2 separate regions of the Anser cygnoides genome follow, and region 2 is linked to region 1. A link is a contact called in public Hi-C data. All regions are on one chromosome and are shown on one strand. The core of a region is the stretch at or near the end of the contact, and the rest is flanking DNA. Distances in the headings are between cores, read along the strand shown.

The links. A called contact is a pair of places that touch in the nucleus more often than the background predicts.
Region 2: a Hi-C map of fetal liver shows a contact between it and region 1, with 1.7 times the contacts expected there. The contact joins the enhancer-like site here to the promoter of SLC4A9 in region 1. A contact is called at or near these places in 5 of 7 Hi-C or Micro-C datasets (fetal liver, granulosa cells and liver).

What each region holds. Positions count from the first base shown.
Region 1 is chr14:11,318,051-11,324,402 of Taihu_goose_T2T_genome, forward strand. SLC4A9 (solute carrier family 4 member 9) reads right to left here and starts at 2,493. Exons shown (of 22, transcript XM_066977298.1): 1 at 2,146-2,493; 2 at 216-376; 3 at 1-5. The coding sequence starts at 2,423.
Region 2 is chr14:11,363,345-11,369,696 of Taihu_goose_T2T_genome, forward strand. All of the region lies in intron 3 of PFDN1 (prefoldin subunit 1), which reads left to right. Among named protein-coding and RNA genes, the nearest start is that of PFDN1, 25 kb to the left of the region's middle. Within about 2 kb of position 3,462, at least 1 of the 3 cell types and tissues checked has open chromatin away from gene starts, as enhancers often do. A contact at or near this core is called in fetal liver, where this site is marked.

The DNA of each region.
Region 1 (6,352 bases), core at 1,243-3,742:
CTTGTCTGCAACAAGGACAGGGGAAGAGCTTAGCTCCCCGCACTGCCCAGCCACGGGGCTCTGCCAGAGAAAGGCCCCTTTTGCTGGCCTGGCAGAGCCACTTTGGCTACCCAGCAATCCTGTGTCACGGCTCTAAGTTAGGGATCTCCTGGTGGCCTGGCCCCGCTCCCAGAGGCAGCTCATCCTATGAGGTGACCTTTACGTCTCCCACGTACCAATTATTTCCTTGACACTGTGGGCATCCAGATCCAGGAGCACTGTCCCCTTCTGCAGGCATGTCCGCAGCTCGAAGAGGCTGTGCAGGGGGAGGGCTGGGATGTGGGGCATGCTCCAGCGCTCCCCTCCATCCTCCACCTTCTCCTCGAACTTTATCCACCTACCCAGGAAGAATGACAGGGTCAGTGGCACGAAGTAGGCTGCTCTGGTGTCCTGTGCCCAGCAGCAGGAGCCGCAGATCCCTGATCTCAGCATGGCGCTAGACCAGGCAGGATCGGGTTTTGGGGCCCGGGGCTGGCAGTGTGGGTGGCTGGTGGCAGGAGCAGCCTGGGCAGGTACATCCCTGCCCCTGCCACCTCACACCTTGCTCTGAGTTCCTGCCCAGAGGAATTTCACCCATCCCCATAGCTAGCAGTGCTTGCTGGCAGTCAGAAGAGACGTGTTTTGAGGCATTTACCATGAACAGGCTGTGCCAAATATTTGCAGACCAGCACACACAGAGCTTCCCTTTGTCCCACCAGCATGCGGCGCGGTGCGAGCGTGCCCAGCAGACTGCCTGCAGGCCCAGTGCTGGCTGTTCCTCCAGGCAGGCCCAGGGGAGGCCCATGGCGGCTGAGGCGGAGCCTGGGGCACTGCCATGCTGGGAGAGGACAGCTGAGTACGGAGGAGAGCCCCCAGCACACCGACTTTTGGCTCTGGGGCAAGGGCACCCGCTTCCCCTCCATTCCCTCTGGCCTCTGCAGCAGGCCTGCTGCTGCCGGAGCCCCCTTTCGCACGCATCCCAGCATCCCGCCCATGCATCCCCATCTGCTGCAGAGGGGTGGCGCGGCGAGGGGACACGTCCTGGCCACGCTCCTACCCCACACCAGCACACGGCTGGCCCTGGCTCCTCTCCACTGGTGCCTCTGCCCCAGGGTCCCATCCTCCCTCCCTGGCCCGAGGTGACCCAGCCAGCCCTGAGCTCCATCTACTCCTCCGCTCCCGGCTCTCACCCTCGGGTTGTTTCTGACTCCTGCTGCCTCAGGCATCTGAGCCATTTCCACATCCTGCTCCTTCTTTCCCCCTATGTACTAGTTCCACCCTGGAAGTGCTGCCCTGTGGCCTAAACGTTTTTCCAGGCCTTTCTTCCATGCTCTAGAAAAGAAATCAATTTGTCTCCCAGGCCTTCAGGTTGTGTGCACAGGGACCATGGCCGCAGGCCTGGTCCCCCTGCTGGGCTGAGATCCAACTCCTCAACGCTGTCCCAGAATTTTTGAGGAGAGCAGCACACCCTCATTTTCAGCAGCAATTTCTGGGAAGGTTGCATCCACTACTCGGGAAGAGCTGCCTAGTGTTGCTGGACTGCTCATGGTCTGCACCCAGGCTTCGCCCCTGATGCCAGTGCACTGCAGGATACGTCCTTCTCCCCAGCTCTTCTATGACACCTACTTTCCCTGTTTTCCCACAGTGATCTTGCTGCTACGCTTTCGGTTCTGCTTCAGCTTCAGCTGTGCCGGGCCAGTGCTCAAAGACAGTGAGCAATGAAGCACTGTCCCATCACCAGCTTGCAGCATAGATGCTGAGGCCTTGGAGAGGCAAGAAATGCAGAAGCAGAACTAAGGAAATACATGTGTCAGCACTGTGCAAAGGCAGGGTCACTGTCTGCACCTTGCCTGACACTGTGTCCTCACGGGTGGTGGAAACTTTCAGATGAAATGAGTCACTCAAAATTAGGAAGAAGAATTTCTTGGAAGACATAGCATGGGCACTGGAGGGGGGAGAGCAAACTGAGCATCCCTGTTGTTGAGGAACCATTACAAGCCAGAGTAAGGCAGGAGACTTGCCCAGCAGACAGCTCAGCACTGCTGGAGCAACTAGTAGTCTAAAGACCATTTCACCCTGCGTTCCCCAAGCATCACCAGCTGGCCTGACCACAGCACGAGTGCCTACCTGGCCGTCTCTTTCCACTCCAGGCCTGCCGGGGTGCTGAGCAGCTCATTGAGCTGGATGAACAGCAGTGGACACTTTCTGTCCCCCACCTCTTCCTGTTGCAGGATGGCACGGACTCGCTCTGCTGCTGAGGAGATGCTTGAGGCAAAGATGCTGCAGCTGACCACTGGGTAGAGGACATCGGAGCTGCTGCTCGGGGTGTCTTCTTGCCTGAGCTGTGAGTGGGCATCTGCTGCCTGCAGAGCTGCGCTGGCCGGCCCAGGCACTTGGTCTCTCATTGTGACCAGCGACTGGGAGCCACGTGCACCAGCTTTGCTGGGTGCTCACTCTTCTGGAGTTGCTGGCATCTTGCTCATCTCACCCTTATAAAAGCTGTGAGCCGGTTCAAACTGGCCACAGACTAACAGCCAGGAGCCAAACCCCAAACAGCATTATCAAAATACAGTGGCCAGCCCTGAAAACCTTGGTGTCTCTGGCTCCCACTGCTCCTATTCCCCAACCTGGGCAAGAGACCTGGGGACCCCAGGTCTGCCACCTTAAACCTGGGCTTGTGGGTGACACGGCCCATCCTTACCCACCTCGCTTGCTGCTGGGGACAATGACATGAGCCAGATAACCATCGTGATGGCTCTGTGATTGCTGCAGTGAGGATGAGATTGGGCTTTCTTGGTTAAATGTCAGAACCCACCACCCACACCTGCCTCCTAGACCAACCACACACCTGTACATGTGTTGTTGGAGGAAGCAGCTTGTCTACAAGCACTCCTGCACCCTCCCAAACCTCAGTGGACTCTGGAGAGCACACAGAAAGGCCAACCCCGTGAAGCCAACGACAGTATGGGTGCGTGTGCCAGGCAGCCCTTGCCCACTCTCCCCACAGTGTGTGGGAGGAGGGAGCACACGGCCCCATGGCAGTGTTTGCCGGGGAGGGGGATGTAGCACCATGCTCTTCCCTTGCTGCAGTGGGGCAACGGGGATGTGCGACAGGGAAGGATGTGTCACCGCTGAGGAAATCCAGAGTGGGGCAAGAGGGAGCCTTTGGGAGATGAGGAGTTGCTGGCGGGCTCACGGCAGAAGGTGAACAGTGCGTCATGAGTGGCGACAAGGGCCATCACGGCATGCAGAGGATGTCACCATGGGATGAGGCAGGCAAGCGGATGTTGCAGCGTGTGCAAGGAGGAAGGATGTGGGGACATCTGTACAGCCCTCCTGGGCAGAGGGAGCTGGCACAGTGAAGCCACAGCCAGTGGAGACAGAGCCTGTGCCCTGATGTGCGGGGCCGCCACAGAGCTCAGTGCTTCCCCTTCCCATCACTGCTCCACCAGTGCAGGATGAAGGGACCAGCCCTCACTTGTCCTAGCAGCAAGGGGCTAGTCGGCCTACTCGGACCGTCTTTGACCCACTCTCACCATCCCCAAGCAACTGTTAGCAGCCCACCCTCCTCCGTGAGGGCAGCTGGACACCCCAGCCTGTGCCTTGAGCTGGCCACGCCTGGAGAAAAGCTGACGGCAGGGAGCTGTGCCCTGTGCCGCTGGGCCAGGGCAGGATGGAGACAAGCCTGCTGTGTTGCCACAACATGCAGCCCTGCCTGCACTGCCGTGGGGTTTTGCTACCTTCATTCCTTCCAAACAAACAGTCCCGTTGTATACAGTGCAAATACCACAACATGCAACACAAACAGCCCAGCAAACACTGGCTGTTTGTACTGGAACCAGTCAGTCTGTGCAGGAGTTGGTGCTGGGAGCAGCCTGGAGCAGGGCCAGGCACCACCATTGCTGAAGTCACGTTTCAGGGGAGCACGGGTGGTCATAAACTCGGGCCCTAGTGCCAAAGGGGCACACGATGGCCTGTGGTGGGCTGGTATCTGCTCCGCAGCAGCTGTAGCTTGGGCTCAATGGGCCAGGAGCTGAGGCTAAGGCCACGGTGGTAGCTCTGCTCCACAGTGAGGCACTGGGATGTGCGAGACCCTCTGTGCTGAGCAGGGACAGGAACTCTTTTTGCTTGTGCTGCTCAGCCTCTCCTGTGCCTTCCCCAGGTAGCTGTGACAGTCCTGCACTGGTCCCCATTCCCCATGTGGCACCCAGTCCCACCCCAAGAAGGGCTCTCATCTTGTTTTGGTCAAATGTCTTTTTCCTGCTCCTCGTCCCCCCATTCCCTGCACACCTCCTAGCCAACCTCATTATCCCAAAGCTACAACCACATCTGCCTTGTGCCTATCCACTGCCCTCTACCTGCATCCCATCGGTCATCGCAGACCTCCAGCAAACCAGGTTTGCTCTGGCACCAGCAGCTACTGACTGGGGCTTCCCACCTACCAGGCCCATCCCCAGCCCCTTCTGGGGCTGCCACGCTTCCCCAGTGCTCCTTGGGCGAAGTGGGAGGTCATGACTGGGAACAGCTCTACAGCTTCAGCAGCCCACCCCACACCCCCAGGCTGTCCTGTTCTAGGGGCAGTCATTGCCCACCTGGCTCAGGAGACACTAGATGTCCTCTCTGCTCTGCTGTGTTCCCTGTCCTTGTCGCTTCTACCTGCTTCTCCCATCACGTACCAGATTCTCACTTCTCCCTTTCAGTTTAATGCTGATCCTTTTCTCTCACTTCTCTGCTCACTTCTCAGCCACATCTCAGCCTGCCACATCCCCAGGGATCCAAACACTGCCCTCAGGGCTGGACCCTGGCACCCACGTCCTCCAGAGGCCTTCACCATGCCAGCTGTGCTCCGTGTACCTGCTGGGTTGTTTGCCCTGCGATAGCAGTGTTTTCCTAAGGAGTGTGCCAGCGCACACGGATGGTTTGCAGGTTACCAGCTACGCAGCAGCTTTCATTTGGCCTGTGGAGAGCCACCTAGGTGTGCAGTGTGGAAAAGCTGACCTGTGGTTTGCTTCCAGAGCAGAGGTGAAGACGGGGCATGTGTGCAGGCAGGGACTGTGGAGCAGATCCCAGCCTGCAGTGCCTGCCCCTCCCCAGCCGCTGGCTGCTGTGCTGCCACAGGCAAGAAAAGTATGGTAATAGGGAAAGAAAAGCGTGCTCGCCCTTGGATTTGCTTTCTCTCTGGTGTTCAACACCGACCTGCAAGGAGAGGAGTAGAAAGGGATCTGTACACATCTTTCCCGGGGTATTTGATGGGTGTTTGAGCTTGACCTCCACCTTGGTTCTTCTGGAATAACCAGCTTTTTTGGCCGTTTTCCTCCTCTGTTTGCAAAAGGTCTTTTCGCACAGTGGCTAGAGAAAAGAACAGTTGGAAAAAAAAAAAAAAAAGTGTTTGCAAAGCCACTGGAACTGGCCCAGGCCCAGGCCCAGGAAAAGCACCTGAAACCACTCTGACCCTGCCGTAACAGGCTGGCAGCGTTTGCCCAATTCAGCCAGTAGCATGGGCTGACCTGTCTTGAGCAAGAGTCACAAAGCTGCTTCCAGGGCACAGCAAGAGCTTTATTGACCTCAGCACTGCCATACGTGCCTGGGTCTGTGCCTCAGCAACCCGTGAATGAATGTAAGGCTGGACATGCAGAAGCAGCAGGATCTTACAGGTGAGGACTTACAGGACTTAAGAGACAAGAAAGGTGGGGAGGCTTCAGGGCACGCAACCTTCTCTCAGGTATTCCTGAGGCCCCATTAGTAGACCTGAAGGCTCGAAAAGTGATTCCTTATGTGCTTCAAGATTATTGGGGCATTCATGTTTCTGCATCCCTCATGAGGGTGCTGCTCCTACACAGCTGCTGCTCCGGGGATGGTGCTGCACAGGAGCAGACAGAGCTCTGACAGCCCTAGAGATGTGGGGCCTCGGGACTGGGAGGCAGCCAGCACACCAGCAGCACAAGGCAGACATTTGGGCAGAAAGGCTTCCTGAGCTTTAGAGCAGGAGAACACAATGTCCACGCGAACAACAGCCAGCAGAATATATTCGTGCCACAGGGGCTGCTGGTTGCTGCAGGCAGGGGGAGGCTGACAGGCACGGCAGCTGCAGAGGTGCATTGCCCGAGAGAAGGAAGCCAACAAACACAGACCCAGGGGCACAGGTGGAGGATGCCAGGATCTTCCTGAGCAGGAAAACAGAATTAAACATCTCCAGCTGCTTCGCTCCTGGGCAGGCCCGGCCAGTGAGGCTGCCTCTGAGCTGAGACACAGCTTAGTCAGGAGGTCTGTGGACTCAAACCCAGCTCTGGGTCTCTGGGAGAACTGCTGATCTCAGCCACCCAGGACCTGACAC
Region 2 (6,352 bases), core at 2,212-4,711, 46 kb after region 1:
CTGGGTCTGAAAATCGCTTGTTTCCTCTGATTAGCGTTAAACTGCTGTTATGAATACACTGAAATCATTTGAACACAAAATTGATAGATAAGTCTTTCTTTGTCGTTTTAAATCAGGGTCTGATTCATTGTCAAAGCTTTCCTTTGTACTTACGGCTGCGGAAGTATCCAAAGCAATGAGGATAGCTGGATGTGGGTCCCTCCGAATTCCTCTTCGTGTGAGTAATAGTTAGTCACAAAACCAGTGCCGCTGCACTTGCCTGAGTCACCAGGCCCATGCAGTCACTCCTTGCTGTCCTTTGTACCAGGCAATTCTGTGGCTCTGGGGAGGGGGATTATCTGTATCTGGCACCCCCATCCCCCCCGTCTTGCCTGGGGAGGACAGGAAGCCATTATTTGGAAAGCGTGCTCCTACGTGTGAGAGACCTGACCCAGCCCTGAGTCAGCTTTGGAAAACCACACCTTGCTTGCTGGGTACGCAGGGAGGTTGTCACGACTTCCTGCTGGCCCTGTGCCACTGCCTGGTTTACTTTTGTGATCTGCCTGAAAATGTATTCCTAGTGGGGATGTGGCAGTGCCCGCTCCGTCTGTGAGGCAGACAAGTCCAAGGGTGTCCAGGTTGGCTGGGCGAGGGGATGAGGGTTAGTTGGGAGTTTACATCTTCTTGTTGCTCTCTGAGTCTTTGAAATTTGCAGAAGTAATTTTATGCCAAAAAATGGCCTCATTTGGCCTGAGCTGTAAGATCTGGATGAAAGATATGGCTTGATTTTACAAAAGTCACAGTGCTAGGAGATGCTCTGATCAGCCATACTGACTCTGCAGGAGTATGGAAACCCAAGCACAAAATTAAGGAACTTAGCACATTTTGCAAGAGGCAGTTTGGTGAGGGACATTTCCGTGCAGAAAGTGGGGATTTTCAGAATCTGGGTAAGTTTTGCCTCCCTAAATTCTCTGTATTTGACCTGACTCTGCTGTCATGAGTCTGGTCAGGCGTATTGCATTGGGCTTGAAACAACGTGCCTCTGAAACTCTGCTCTAAATGGGTAACTTTTCCAAGAAGACGTATCCTAAAGGGAGTCTTCTGAGTTGATAATGTATTTCTTGCTGCCACCTACTGAAATGTTCCCAGTTAGCTTTCTTTTGTAGTAAACGTCAGGCTAGGGTGCAGAAGTTCACTGGAACAATCTGTCACTTCCCATTTGTGGAAAGCACGTGTCTCCACCTCTAATTAATACGCTGTCATGTGGCTGACATGACAGTTAATGTGAAGCATGCTCCAACATGGACTGGGGCTTTGGTACAGAGAGACTGCTCTGCAGGTGTGTTCTCCTGCCCGTTACTTTGCCCCATCGTCTCTCGAAGGGTTGCCTCCTTAGTACCATGTCTGGAAAGTAGCGAATGCTTTTCCAAACTAGTTTTTTTCAGAGTATGTTCCTCATTGTCTCAAAGCACTATAATAATGATGTTGGAAGCCCTTCTGGTAGTGCTGTAGGTAGGATCAGTACATGATGAAGGCAGATTTGCACCAGCAGTTCTTTAGGCAGGAGCTCCTAAAGATCCTCCGGAGTTGGCAGGTACACTTGTTATGCTAGGTCTCCTTTCTCCCTGGGACAGCCTCTGCTCTCAATTGTAATCCAGATGGCTTTGAAGTGACCAAAAGTCCCCATTGCCTTCTGGAATGAGTGGCTAAGGGAAAACCCAGGGATGTGAATCATCACTTCTCCTCCTAGGTGAATGGCATCATCGTGCTTCTGTCAGCAGCTGTCATCAGAAACTAGCTGTACTCCCTTCCTATTGCAGTTCGCTCTTGAGCAAACTGTAGGCAACTTCCTGAGAGCAATAACCGTGCTTGGAAAGTCTTGAAGAGTATCTAAATATTTGGTGGTTGCTGTAGTGTGTAATTCCCAATGTGTACATGTGCTGCGCTGGGTGAGGAGCGGTGCTGGGTGGACCCAGCAGGGCGTGGGACTCACCCACCCAGCCCTGTCGGTGGTGCCCACTGGATGGTAGTTTCTCCCAAAGCAGGAATAGCTGGCTGCTGTTTAGCACGTCTGCCTCTTTACCATTTCTGAGTTTCAAATGGAAATGACATTAAACAAAGTGCACGTCTTAGGCACGCCATCTTCAGTGATTTGAGGCTGACCAAAATATCTGACGTGCCACAGCATGTGGTGGTGGCTCAGCGTGCTGTTCTCTGGCGGGCGGTATTTGGGTGATTCCAACCATCCTAGCAGCAGCAGTGGCCCTTGAGTAAGAGAGATGTGCTGCTGCCGCTGCCTGGCCCCCCTTGTGCTGGCAGCGCAGCTCTCTTCCCTCTTGGGAAGATCCCTCTACAGATGAGCATGTGCACCCAGCGCTGTCTGGGGATCTACTTATCACTTTCCCAAAGAGTGCACACACAGAGCCCTTGAGGAATGCCAAAAATGACCTGGGTTAACTTTGGGAGATACAGAAACTTTAGGCTAGCAGGTTTACTGAGACTGTCACAAGATGAGTTATATCAAGGCTCCTATTTGAAGCACTGCATCATGCCTGAAGACTCTGTGGCATTCCTCCACAACAGCCTTCTGAGCACGGGAGCGGCATGCCAGCAGCTGAGCGTGCTGCAGGCCACAGGGAGGTCTTCTCTAGAAAGGAACCTGCCAACTCGTTTCATCCTCACAAGTTAGGCATTGCAGAAAAGTTTTTTTTTTCTTTTCTTTTTCAACCTGAAATGAGGAGGCATGTTCCAATACCAGATCCTTAAATTTCCATGGAGACATTTTTGTTTGGGTTCATGCACTTCACATTTGTGTTTGCAGGCCAGGGGTGGAAACAGTTTTGTTTTTTTGTTGCTGAGGTGAAGAGAAAAAAGTAGAATTTAAAGAGCAAAAGGAATAGGAATTGAATGATAAGCCACTGTTTGAAAAAGGGAATTCACATGTGAGCGCTAGGCATTATGCAAGGCGAGTAGAGTTTGGCTGCTATGTATTGGTTTCTTGCTGAGAACAGAAGTGCTGTGCTGTCTTTCGGAGCTGAGCGCGCCTGCCTTGGAACACTGCACTGAATTACCCACCCCGGACAAGGCTTAGAAGGTGTGCTGGTGCGGCCAGCGCTGACAGACTCTGAAGACAGAGGTGTCTAAATCACAGCGTTGTGGGAATACATGGCCTTGATCATCTAAATCCAGTCCGTGAGGAGCTGAATAATAGCTTTTTCTTGCTGTGGAATTTGTGGATGCTGGCTCTTTAATCTGCCAGGAATGCACAGCCTGGATGTGTCATTGTGTCTCTCAACAAAGGCTTGGTTTCTTGCAGCGTGATGCAACACCAGTGGAGGTGGGAAGTTCACGCAGTGTCAGAAGGTCACCAGCTATGTCTGTTAACCAGAGCTCCTGTTGTTCTTCGGGGCTGTGACCTGCAGGTTTATTTGCATTAAATCTATTATTTCCGCAGCAGCTGCTGAGAGCAAATAGCGCAGAGCTGATCGGGGAGCGTGCTGGCAGCAGGTTACCTGTGACAGGGAGTGAAGTACGAGGGTGAGCCGTGGCACTGCGTAATAGCAGCAGCAAGAATTTATGGCATCATTTTCACTTCACGCATAATCACTAGGGCATAGAGTCATTCCTCTTCTGCACATCAGTGAGAAGCACGAGCAGCAGATGAAGGTTTGGGGGTGTTGCCTTACCTAGTTTGTGACTGAGGCCGCTGAAGGTGATGCTTTGAAAAGCTTGCGCGTTGTCCCCAGGAGAGGCACAGGGGTCACCAGGCTGAGCGTGGCCCTGGGCGGCTGCCAGGAGTCACGGGGCCGCCTGTGAGCTGCGGGTGGCCTCCTTGGGGTCACAGTGGGCATCCTGTGAAGCAACTGCCCAGCAGGAGGTCTGCTGTGGATGCTAGCCAGAAGCTGCGCAGTTGTCCTCTCTTCCCTCTGTAGATTCCCCGTGAGCACGACACGCTGTCTGACGTGGCTGTGGCAGAAGCCAGTCATATTTTTGGTTGCATCTTCCTCTGATCACGTGAGAGGTAGCAGTTTTACTTTGTGTAGCTCTACTGAAAGCATGTACAGGTTACTCTGTGCTGTTCCTCCACGCTCAGAGTTTCGGAAGGCTGCAGTAGAGCCTGGAAGTGTGGAATGCTCCCGAGCCTTGGGAGGGGTGAGGTGAGCAAGGCCAGGCACGGCACCCTCTGCAGTCAGGGAGCCCGAGAGCCTTAGCAGGACTTCTGAGCCACGGGTAGGCACTGGGCAGCTCAACCCTATGAGCAGCTTTGCCTGCAGGATGGATTTGCTGTGCTGCCCAAAGAGGTCTTGGCTGTAGTTCCCTGCCCTCCATCGGGGTGCCAGGTAGCCATTAGCATGGCAAACGTGGTTCCAGAAAGATTTAAGAGAAAACATTTCTTCAGGGCTTGTTTTCAGACAGATCAGCAGGCCTGTGACTTGTTTTGCTTCCAGCCACGGCAGCCCTTCCTGGCTAGGGAAGGTAACTGTTGTTGGCTACAGGATTGGCTTAAAGAAATTGTTAAACTGCAGGCTTGGAGGCGTTAACTGCACTGGCTCCTTGTGAGCGTCTCTGCCAGTTAAGCAGCCTGTCCTCTAGTCTCCGTGCAGCCTAGACCTTGCTAACCTGTAGCACGGTGTCTCTCTCAGGTGTTCCAGTGCAGGTGGCAGTGCCCTTCCTGTGTGGGGAAGCAGCAGGGAAGGAGGGGGGTTGAGAGGCTGTCACCCCAAATAATGGGCGAGGTGAGAAGTGGTGAATAACAGCCCGTGGTATGGCCAAGTGCAGGTGCCAGAGTTTGTCCTGTGCTGGAGCTGTTTAGATTTCAGCGTGCATAATGAGCATGCTACGTGCTTGGAAACTTGTAACTGCAAATCGCGTTACCTTCCTACATGTGTTCGGCTGCCTTCGAGGCAGCCTCCTGCTTCAGGTCCTCGCTCCTGCAGCAAGGAGGCTTCTGGCATGCCAATGGTGGTTGCAACCTCAGGTCATTCCTCCCTGTGTGGGAGCTGCTGGAACTGGTGATCAGGGGCAGCACAGTGAAAACAAAGTGATATTATGAAACCTTGAGAACAGCGGGGAGGCAGAGGCAGGCTGGTGAGCGCAGGAACCCCGGGGGCTTTTGGTGCTATGTGAATTGCGTGCTGAGTGGGGAGCGCTTGTTGGCTGCCCTGGCTGAGTGCTTCAGCGTGGCAGAGGGGTCTCCAGAAGCTATGCCTCTTCAGCAGCACTCAGTAGGTGTATTTTCCAGTGAACCGTAGAATCACAGAATGGTTTGGGTTGGAAGGGACCTTAAAGATCATCCAATTCCAGCCTCCTGCCATGGGCACGGACACCTTCCACTAGACCAGGTTGCTCAAAGCTCCATCCAACCTGGCTTAAACCCATGACAGTTGTGAACCAGAACTGGCAACTTCACATCTTTCTGCCATGCTCCTTTTATTTCCTCCTTAGCTCGTTTGCCACGCTTTTCTTGTAACTGCTGGTGAGGTGCCAGCTTCACTGCAGAGCATGGTGGTGGTTGTCGCAGGCCATGGATGTAGGCTTTTCTGAGAGCAAGATGGCGTGTGTCACCTTTACTGCTGGCTTTCCAAAGCAAGTCTCCTTTCTCAATCCCACCCTGAGGCTCCGTGACTCAGGCAGTCGTGTGTCTTTCTGTTTTGGGTAACCACTTTGTCTTGCCAAAGGCACACGGGAGCTTGTAGGCTGGCTGGATGGGTGTTTTTCTTGTGTTAGAAGGCAGTCTCTGGCTGTAATGGTGTGGGTGCAGATAAGAGCTCTGAATCTGCAGTGTGCATGTTTTGAAGCTTCTGAAGTCAGCAGCTTTCCATGCATATACCACGCAGGGCCAGTGTGCTACCATGGCCAGGTCAGGCTCCAGACTGGTGAGCACTGGGGTTAACGTGCTGGGGAAGGACTCTCTCAGCAGCCTTTGATTTCGTTAGGGACCAAAATTAGCAGTACAGTTCTGGCATCGCACTGGAAATGTGCTTCTAACTGCACTTGCCTTGGCACATGCAACAGAGGATTACTACTTGGAGCGCGAAATGCTTCTTCACAGGAAAATACACGCAGCTCATCAAGTGAAGAGCTACAGCCTAGCAGCCGCAGGCTGGCCCAGTGCTTTGGGTCAGATGCCTTGGGGCTGCAGGTCAACAGCAAGTTCGGAGAGTCTCGGAGGTGGGGTTTTGGGAGGCCGCAGATGGTGTTTCTTGTGCAGGCAGCAGTTACTGCCAGCCCAGCAGATCTGGCAGGACTGGAACAGCCTCAAGGATGACTTCAGAGCCGCGCCGTCAGCCCCATTACTTGGTTTTCTCAGAGCTGGTGTGACGAGGCAGAATATGTGTCAGCTGGGCTTGCTCACAGTGCTGCTCCCCGGGAA